Linked DNA regions of Sus scrofa: all the other regions are linked to region 2. Evidence: chromatin contacts called from public Hi-C and HiChIP or PLAC-seq data. All regions are on one chromosome and are shown on one strand. Each heading gives the region's core, a stretch centred on a gene start, on an enhancer-like site or on the middle of the called end of the contact. The rest is flanking DNA. Distances are from core to core; before and after follow the strand shown. Region 1 holds the start of LOC110261291 (zinc finger protein OZF-like). Region 2 holds the start of LOC102158906 (protein ZNF738-like). Region 3 holds the start of LOC100624467 (zinc finger protein 347).

Region 1 (3,353 bases), core at 80-2,579, 200 kb before region 2:
ATCTCTTCAGTAAGGACATCAAATGTTCAGACTAGAGCAAAACACATTTTTTACCCATTTTCAATAAGATGTATTTTTTCTTCATAATTAGGCTATTTGCTAAAAAAAAATCGAGTCGGCAGTTTGGGGGGTGGGGGATGTGCTTGCGTTTGGGGTGGAAATCCTGTGAAACTGGACGTGATGATCATTATACAACTACAGATGTGATAAATTCATTGAGTAATAAAAAATAAATAAATAAATCAGGAGTTGCCTTGTGGTGCAGAAAGCTTTGTGACTTCATCAGCTTGGGTCACTGCTGTGGCTTAGGTTCAGTCCCGTTCCTGGGAATTTTCACATGCCATGTTTGTGGCTGAAAAACAAAAACCAAGAAAATCCTATCATTTTATTTCATTCTCTGATATATAACCAAGAGTGGATCTGCTACGTCATAAGAAAGTTCTGTTTTTAATTGCCGGAGAAAACTGTCCAGTTTTCCACAGTGGCTGCACCAATTTGCATTGGTGCAGTTTAAGTGGGTTCTCTTTTCTCCACATCCTTACTAATATTTGTTTTGTGTTCCAGGAAGGTAGTCACCAGCACCTTGGAATATCATGCCCTTTTTTTTTTTTTTTTTTTTTTTTTTTGTCTTTTTGCCTTTTCTAGGGCCGCTTCCCACGGCATATGGAGATTTCCAGGCTAGGGGAGTCTAATCGGAGCTGTAGCTGTCAGCCTACTCCAGAGCCACAGCAACGCAGGATCCAAGCCGTGTCTGCGACCTACACCACAGCTCACGGCAACGCCGGATCCTTAACCCACTGAGCAAGGCCAGGGATTGAACCCCCAACGTCATGGTTCCTAGCCGGATTCGTTAATCACTGTGCCATGACGGGAACTCCCGGAATATCATGCTTGAGCAGAGTGCCTATGTTTGCTTTGGGCCTTGACCCCCTCAGACGGCCTCACAGTGTAATTTTGTTTCTTTGTTTGTTTTGGTTCCACTCCTGTAGAAGTTTCTGAGTCAGGATGGAACCCGTGCCACAGCAGCAATGAGAGCATCTGCAGAGACAACGGGATCCTTAAGCCACTATGCAACAAGGGAAACTCCATTTATACTGTTCTTTTTCATGGTAGTATTTTATGGAAAACTTTTCTCTCTTTAGAGGAAGAATCTTCGTTTCCTAAGTAACTGACCCCCACGATTTTATGCATTTATCTTATAACCGTTGCAGAGAGTCTCTTAAAGTTAGCAGGTGCAGGAAATCACCTTAAGGACCCGCCCTTCCCGGCTCAGGTGCTGCCCAGGGGTCGCTCCTGGCCCCGCCCCGCACAGACAGCGCCCCGCCCAGGTCCCGCCCCCGGAAGTCCCGCCTCTTCGCGGCGCAGACATTTTCCTCGGGAAAGGGAAACAGTCCAGGAAGTGAAGGTCAGATAGCGGGTCGGGTTTTTTTTGCTCCTTTCTTGTGTAATTTGGCTGCGAGGTGCCCCTTGCTGTGTCCTCACAGTCTTGGGAGTGACTGTCGAGTTTCTATTCCAGCAGCGGCGTCTCCACCCGGAGCAATTCCGGACGTCGCCGTTCTGGGTCAGGTATGTTTTCCTTTGGGTTTGAAATCGCTCTGAGGCCAGTCTCTGCCTTTGACTTTTCTGCCTGAGGTCCACATAGACGCTGCGTTTCGAGATACGTTCCTGCTTAAAAACCTTTAGTGCCTTCGTCGCCCCCACCCCCCACGTAAAGTCCTCTTCCGCGAAGAGGACCCGCGCCCCACCTCGCCCCCCGCCCTGGAGGCAGCGCCGCCCGCCCGGCTCCCGGAGAAGCCGCGTCCTCGCCCTGGTGCTGGGATTCGGGAGCCCCCCTCTGCTGAGACACCCTCCCTCCCTGCAGCCCCTCTGTCCTCGCGGCTCCCCAGGCCGGTCCTTCTGCCCCGCAGGCCTCCCCTGCGTCGTCAGCCCTTCCCCGCATCCCGCGTAGGAGGAGGTGACCCTGACCAGCCGTGGGACCCCGGGTACTGTTCCTTCTCAGATATCTCCGGATGAAAAATGGTCTCTTCCCGTAGGCGAGCGTTTTATTCAGTTGCGAATACGTAGGCAAGGGGAATCCAGGAGAAGCAGGTGCAGAGGGCGACAGAGAGAGAGAGAAACTGGAGACAAGAATTACAGAGGACGATAGTAACTTAGGCGATGCCGGAAGCTCTTCTAGGGAGACACTGGCATAACAGCGGTTTATGCTTGTACCTGCTGCAGTATGATAGACGTAAATAAAGAAGTAATTAAAAGAGAATCAGCAGGAATTGGAGAAAATCCCTGAGAGACCGGCAGCGTATTAGTGGTAGAAGGGGGGATAACAACGGTGAGGCATTTCAGGCAAAGTGAGAGTGGCTGGGATAAAAGAGTTGGAACCTTGGCCTTCATAGCAACAGTTGCTGGTGTTAGGAAACTCTTGACCCCAACCACAAACCTTGGCCAGGCAGCTTAATTACTGCTAGCATGAGACATTTCTCAATGGGGGCCCTGATAAGGAAGGTGGTGCTGCCTGGAAAACAACCAGGTGGAGTCTTGAGGAAGGAGAGAGGACCAACCTCCCAGATGCCTTGGAGCTGGAACCCATCTTGCCTGAGAGAGTCACTTGCCACCAGGAAGGGCCCTGAGTCAGATCGGATATGGGCAGAGCAAGAGACAGCCCAGAAACTGACCCCATTCCCATAAAAGGTGATACTATCTATGATCCACATGGCAGAGCAGTTGTCGGTTCTCTCACCCTACTGCCCTGGGCCTGAGTGTTCCTTCCAGAACAGTCTTTTGCTTTGTCAGCACACTCGTCAGATGATATGTTTCTGAGTGTTAGACAGGAGTCCTTGTTCAGGCCCTGGACAGGGGCCCCATTGTTGCTACACTGGGCATAATTGGAAATAATGAGAGGAGCCAAGAAAAAAGCCAGCAGGAAGTAAGCATAGCCCCCTGAGGGTGTGAGAGTGTGGCGGCAAAGGAAGCACAACCCAGATAGAAGGGTTGTAGCCCAGAGGGCAAATCAGGATCTCCAGGCCGGGAACTGCAAGTTTGTGCATTTAGTAATTATTTGTAACAAATGATAACTTGCTTTTGCAATTCCTGTTCAGCCTGGGGCAGTTGCCTTGATTTAGGCAGTTGCATGTAAGCCGTAGTGTGGGGTGGAGGAAGGGTGGAGATTAGTAGGGAAAAAAGTGTCACTAACTGGTGCCTCTTTAAATGAACATTCAAAGTGTTGTGGGTGTTTTGTACTGCATTTACATTTTGTTTCGCAGTTGAATTATTTGGAGCTTGAAATTAATCAGTATGTTCAATTTCTACTTTCTTGTAAATAATTACTAACTTCTGAAGTGACTTATGGTGGCCTTCTG
Region 2 (3,245 bases), core at 175-2,674:
AAACCTACAACAAATAAACCAGGGAGATCATAGAATATAAATATTTAAAAAACAGCGTTTGTAGGTACAAAACCCAATCATTTACAAGTTACAGTGCAGAGAACTATAATTAGAAAAGCATAACCTGAAATGAAATAAACCAATTGTGAGTAAATCTAATAAAAACTTGTAAAACTTATGTGAGAAAAACTATAAACATTCCTGAAATATATGCAATATGTATAAACAAATGGAAAACCACATCATATCCTGGGTAAAAAAACCCTCAACATTATGATGAGGTCAGTTTTCAAAGCTAATTTATAAACTTAATCTGTTCCTGATATAGGCACTCAATTTTGTGTGTGTTTTGTTGTTGTTTGGTTGTGCCTAAGGCACGTGGAATTTCCTGGGCTCGGGATGGAACCAAGCGCCACAGCAGCGGTTCCGGCCACAGCGGTGACAATGCCACTGCTTAACCCACTGTGCCACAAGGGAACTCCGACACTCAGTTTCTGAAGCCTGCAATGTTACAGAAAAATCATACAGAATAAAGAAAAAGAACAGCCACAAGAGAAGAGGGCGCGGCTATCCGTAGGAGACATTTCTGATTGAGAGAGATCAGTGACATTAAAAATTGAGAAACATACCATAGTGCATATGAGAAGTTAATAAGCAGCAAAACCTACAGCAGAGATGTTGGTATTTGGGAAATGGAAATTCCTATCACAATGACAATAAATGGTCTTATTCGTCATATACTGTGACGAGATACAGGTCAAAGGGTAAAGAAAAATTAAAATGTTTGCATTATTTAATAGCGGTATTCTCAAAAGCCTGACTGTAGTCAATTGCTTGCTCGTGTCTCCAAAGGAGTTCCTCAGACAATGACAGGTTTGGGGTTGAAAGTTTTCCCAGTGATTTCTTATGCCTCCAAGTGTATGGGGAACAGAAGGGAAAGTTATGTTCTGAAGAAAAGGAGTATAACATTGCAAATTCCGCACAGAAACAATTTTGCACTTCCTGCCACGCTCGGATTTCCATCAGCCACTCTAAAATTGAGGCTTTCGCTTCATTAAATAAGGAGCCACAACTGCCCCGTGTCTCAGAAATTCCCGGATCCAGCCCCGCCCCCCAACTTCGTGCCGCGCCCCCAGGTCCCAGCGGTCCCCCTGGTCGCAGCCTCGCGGCTCCGAGCATCCGCGTCTTCTCCGCTCGGTGTTTTCAGCCAAACCGTTCTCAACTCTCCGGTTCCAACATTAGTGGCCCGCGCGTCTCTAATTCTGCACATGGCCTGGTTCTAAAGGACACGAGACCCATTCACAGGATCCAAAGCAGAGAAGCAGAGCCTCTCCGAGAGAAAAAGGCCAGACCTGCCGCCCACCAGCAACCTCGCTGCCCCGCCCTGCCAACGACCCAGACGCGCCCCTGGCGGCCCTGCCCTGGTGCGCACGCGCGGGTCGCTTAGACCCGGAAGCGGTTCCTGAGAAACGACGGGCGCACGGGGGCGTGTGCGTCTCGGAATTTTGGTTCGTTACCGCGCTATGCGCAGGCCCTGCTTCTCCACACCCAGCTTGCGGGGTCTCTCGGTAAGTTATATTCCCTGAAGGCGCCGGCGCTTAGGTTCCTCCCTTTTCGGCTCTCGCGGCGACGCCGGAAGACTTCGTGTGTCGGGAGTCTGGGTCTGACGCTGGTAAAAATCACTCCCGCGCAGGCCGGCCCCGGTGTTCTGCCTTCGGTCCGTATAGAAACTCACCTCGGGCGGCCTGTTTGCTTCTGGACCCTTTCTCAAACCTTTGTCTGACTGCCGATTCAGCAGCCCCCACCCCCACCCCTCCGCCCAGTTCCACCCTGTAACGACCTCACTCGGGAGATGCGTAAGCGCCCGACTTCTCCTTCCAGGGAGAGCAGAGAGGGATACAGAGGTAGATATATATGCAGTGAGTGAGACGTCAGAACCTGTGGGGAGAAACAGCGACAGGGATGGAAACAGATTGGGACCACACAGTCTGCTGGAGGAGGAGGACTAGAGAGGGAGGGAGACAGAATGAAGAGTAGAAACAAAGGAGAGAAGCAGAAGGACCCAGAGAGACGTATATAGAGAACCAAGCACATAATGGTGGGGAGAGGGGGGAACCCAAATCCAGGGTCATCAGTATCGAGTTGATTAAATCTGGAGAATTAAGCTGTGACGAACTAACTAGGGTCTCTGTAAGCTAATTTATTTAAAATTTGTTTACTTCTTACAAGTACGCAGAAGAGAATGACCGTTGCAACAGTCGGTATTTGAGAGATCTCCATTTTCGAATAATTGCTTCAGATGATGACTTCATTTGCAACCCAAATGCCTCTGGAGGGCGGAGACTTAGCTCAGTCTGTTCCAGGTCATTCTCTTCCCTTCCAAGAAATGGGGGAAGAATTTCTGTCATCAGATAATGCAACTGATTGGTTATCACGTATGTAGCTGCTTGTTGTGGGATCTCAGTTCCCAAACCAGGGATTGAACCTCAGGTTGAGCAGTCAGTCCTAACCACTAGTCCACAGGGGAGCTCCCCCACATGGTGCTTTTTAAAACCGCCTTTATTTTTTAAAATATATTTTATGGAAGTATTGTTGATTTACAGTGTTGTGTTAATTTCTGCTGTACTGCAAAATGATTCAGCTATACATACATATACATTTTTGAAAGAAATAGTCTTTTCCATTATTTTCTTTTTTTAGGGCAGCATCCATGGCAAATGGAGGTTCCCAGGCTAGGGGTCGAATTGGAGCTGTAGCCACTGGCCTACTGCCACAGCCACAGCAATGTGAGATCTCAGCTGTGTCTGCAGCCGACACCACAGCTCACCGCAATGCTGGATCCTTAACCCACTGAGTGAGGCCTGGGATCGATCCTTCACCTTCATGGATGCTAGTCAAATTCACTTCCGCTGGGCCACGACGGGAACTCCTCCATTATGGTTTATCATAGGACATTGAATGTAGTTCTCTGTGCCATTGTTTAACTCTTCCGTGTGTAGTAGCTCACGCCTGCTAACCCCGACCTCCCTCTCCACTCCGCTCCCAACCTCCCTCCCCTTTGGCAGCCACAAGTCTGTTCTCTTTGTCCATGAGTCTGTTCCGTAGATAGGTTCATTTCTGTCATTTTCGATTCCACATATAAGTCATATCATAGGGTATTTGTCTTTCTAACTTATTTCACCAGTACCTAGTTTAACCCGTTTCATATTTGGTAGCTTCTTTTTTCCTTTAAGTGATCTGCTAAA
Region 3 (3,123 bases), core at 269-2,768, 130 kb before region 2:
GGAACCGGACAAGGTGTCAGTGAGGATGCACTGGCCTCCCTCAGTGGGTTAAGGATCTTGCATTGTCACAAGCTTTGGCTCAGATCCGGCGTTGCCATGGCGGTGGCACAGGCCTCAGCAGCTCCAATTCCACACCTAACCCAACTTCCATATGCTGCAGGTGCAGCCATAAAAAGAAAAAAATACTTTAAGCTCTTCTCCAGAAGAAACTGGCACAACATTGTAAATCAGCTATACTTTAATTTTAAAAAGCTGTGCTGTTCTGAAAACAAGAAATAATTCTTTCTTCCATTATCGTTTTCCATTTTTTCTTTTTAATTCATTGTTCAGAAGAAAATATTTTTGTCTTAAAATCAAAATTATATTAAAAATACTATATAAGTATCCATATTACAATCTTCATTCTCAAGCATTTACTTTTCTTCAATAAGATGCCTTTCCTAAGTATTTTAAAAAAATTATGCAGTTAGATAAAAATTTTTTTTTTGCTTTTTTATTGTGTCTGTATGCAATGTTGGACACTAAACTTACTGCAGTAATCATTTCAATACATAGAAGTCAGAACATTATGCTGTAAACCTTAAACTCATACAGTGATATGCGTCAGAGACGCTGAAATATAACTCGGGGAAAATGTGATCTTAAGAGGTAAATAAAACCCTTTAGAAAAAAACCCACTGCAATCCACAGCAATTTTTTAAAATGCACTGCTATTTTTTTTTGGCCATGCCCACAGCGTGCCTACGCTCCCCACCAGGGATTGAACCCATGCCACAGCCACAACCAGAGCCACAGCAGGAACAATGAGATATCCTTAACTTGCTGTGCCACCAGGAAACTGCCCCCCCCCTTTATTGCTATTTTTAAAGCGATGTTTAATAACAAAGTATCAGATGGCTTCATTCTCCTGCGTCAGACCCCAGGTTTTGTTCTTGAGTCTCTGGCACTGAGAGCTTGTTGCGTTTGCCCCCCACCCCATGGCTGAATGAGGCGGGGAAAGGAAAAGCTGTTTTGTACGGTTTCAGCATGAAATAACCCGTTCTACCCAGGGAGGGTTTCATATTTCTCATTCTACTTTGTGATACAGAGAAAATTCCAGCTCTTGTTTCCGTAGCAGGCTTATATTAATTCTAATTGCAGAAAATGTTCCCACAGCCAGGCACTGCCCCAGAGCAGCCACCTGGACCAACGTTCCCAACCGCTGAATTGCTTGAGCCGCAGAAGCAGGACGTGTGAGCAAACTGCTGGCAAAATAGCCTTTTTTTTTTTTTTTTTTTTATGGCCTCACCCGCGGCAGATGGAAGTTCCCAGCCAGGGACTGAATCCAAGCCACAGCTGCGACCTATGCCACAGCTGCGGCAACCCACTGCGTCACAGCAGGAACTCCCAAAATAGCTTTTTAATTCAAACCGGTTTGAACTTGTTTAGGAGGAAACGTCTTAGATTCCATGACATCAGTGGTCCACACAAGTAGAAGTTTTTTACCTTAAAAGCAGCCGTGGCAGGAGTTGTGCGGCGGCGCCGCCGAGGCAAGGATCCCGGCTGGCTCTGCCGCAGCGCGGGACCCGGGCCAGGCGCAGTGGGCCCGGGAGTCGCTGTTCTCCGAGGCTGCCTGGGCTGCCCGCCAGGCGCAGCGGGGGGAAGGCTCCCACGGCCGCAGCTGTGGTGTAGGTCGCAGCTGCGGCTCTTATTCGCCCTGCCCCCGAGCGGGAATTTCCATATGCCGCAGGTGCGGCGGGGAAAAAAAAGAAAGAAAGAAAGAAAAACAAACAAAAGCAGTTTCAAAGTCCGCAGAAGCGCGCTCCCCGGCCAGCGCCGGGGCCCCTCGCCCCCGCGCACATCTGGTCTCCCTCCTCCCCCGCCACCCCCGCCCCGGACCCTCCGGCCCGCAGCGCTCAGCGCAGGCCCCGCCCGGAAGCCCCGCCCCTGGCGCTCGGCAGGCGCCTTTTTTCCGGAAGCGGAAGCAGGAGCGGGAGCAGCCGCGGACAGCAGGGAGTGAAGGGAAGGTCCGGCTGGACGGGGTAAGTTTCTCCTTTCTTGTGTAAATGTGTGTTCGCGGTGCGCCTTCCTCCCTCCTCAGGGTGTGGGAGTGACTTCAGGCCTAAGATCCCAGCGCCCGGGCCCCCGCCCCTAGTAGATCCAGATGTTGCCGTTCCTGGTCGGGTTATCTTTTCTTTGGTGTGTGCACTCGCTCTGAGGCTGGTCCCTGCCCTTGGCTTTTCTGCCTTCGGTCCACGTAGAGGCTGTCTTTCTTTCGCTGGGTTCTTTTTCATAAAACCCCGCACTACCTCTGCGGGTCCCCCCCCCCCCGCGCCGGGGTAAACCCCTCTTTCAAGAGGTGGGTTCGGAGCCCCCCCCCGCACCCCCAGACTTTCTGCCCCGCCCCTGGAGGGCAGCTCCAGCCGCCCGGCTCCCGGAGAGTCCGCGTCCTCGCCCTGGTCCTGGGATTCGGGAACCCGCCCTCTCCTGAGACACCCTCCGTCCAGCCCCTCTGTCCTCGCGGCTCCTCAGGCCGGTCCTTCTGTCCCGCAGGCCTCCCCTGCGGAGTCAACCCTTCCCCGCACCCCGCGAAAGGGGAGGTGACCTGGGCCACCGTGTGACGCCCAGTGTTCTACGGTCCCAAATTCCACCCCGCTGGAAAATGTGTTTTTCCAGTAGGCGGGCATTTTATTCAGTCACCATCTCGGTAAATACGTGGGCGATGCGGATCAGGAGAAGCAGAGACAGAAAGCGACTGAGACAAAAATAGAAAACTGAAAAGGAGGAAAGAATGAGGGAAAACCAATGGGGACTTAGAGGATGGGTGAGGGACTTGTAAAGAGGCAGTAAAATGGAATAGATTTAGCTTTGAAAGTCGCAGGTGAATAAAATAGAGAAGTGAGTAAAAAAGCCAGATCTGCAGGAATTGGAAAGCAACTCTTAAAGGGCTAGGGTTTCTTTTAACGGCCTTGAGTGGCAAGAACAAGAAATAAGAAACTTGTCTGAATCCCTCCTGGGACAGTGGGCAGCAGAGGCCTGTCTCTCCCATATGGTGAGGTCTTCCCTGTGTGTGTGTGTGTGTGTGTGTGTGTGTGTGTGCGCGTGTGCACGCAAAAGGGGTAGGTTGATTCTAAGCTTTAAACT

The links. Hi-C and Micro-C count contacts between places; a contact is called where the count stands out from the background. HiChIP or PLAC-seq counts read pairs in DNA pulled down with a chosen protein or histone mark.
Region 1: a Hi-C map of embryonic fibroblasts shows a contact between it and region 2, with 2.8 times the contacts expected there. The contact joins the promoter of LOC110261291 here to the promoter of LOC102158906 in region 2. A contact is called at or near these places in 1 of 5 promoter capture datasets (fetal skeletal muscle) and 1 of 47 Hi-C or Micro-C datasets (embryonic fibroblasts).
Region 3: a contact with region 2 is called in an H3K27ac HiChIP or PLAC-seq map of alveolar macrophages. The contact joins the promoter of LOC100624467 here to the promoter of LOC102158906 in region 2. A contact is called at or near these places in 1 of 5 promoter capture datasets (liver), 4 of 47 Hi-C or Micro-C datasets (alveolar macrophages, embryonic fibroblasts, heart right ventricle and 1 more) and 1 of 2 datasets of contacts at active chromatin or transcription factors (alveolar macrophages).

What each region holds. Positions count from the first base shown.
Region 1 is chr6:57,328,899-57,332,251 of Sscrofa11.1, reverse strand. It overlaps LOC110261291 (zinc finger protein OZF-like), which reads left to right and starts at 1,329. Exons shown (of 6, transcript XM_021097263.1): 1 at 1,329-1,405; 2 at 1,517-1,566.
Region 2 is chr6:57,127,454-57,130,698 of Sscrofa11.1, reverse strand. LOC102158906 (protein ZNF738-like) reads left to right here and starts at 1,424. Exons shown (of 8, transcript XR_002345350.1): 1 at 1,424-1,568.
Region 3 is chr6:57,256,940-57,260,062 of Sscrofa11.1, reverse strand. It overlaps LOC100624467 (zinc finger protein 347), which reads left to right and starts at 1,518. Exons shown (of 4, transcript XM_021097261.1): 1 at 1,518-2,021. LOC110261368 reads right to left here and starts at 2,666. Exons shown (of 3, transcript XM_021097569.1): 1 at 2,585-2,666; 2 at 1,486-2,072. The coding sequence starts at 2,666.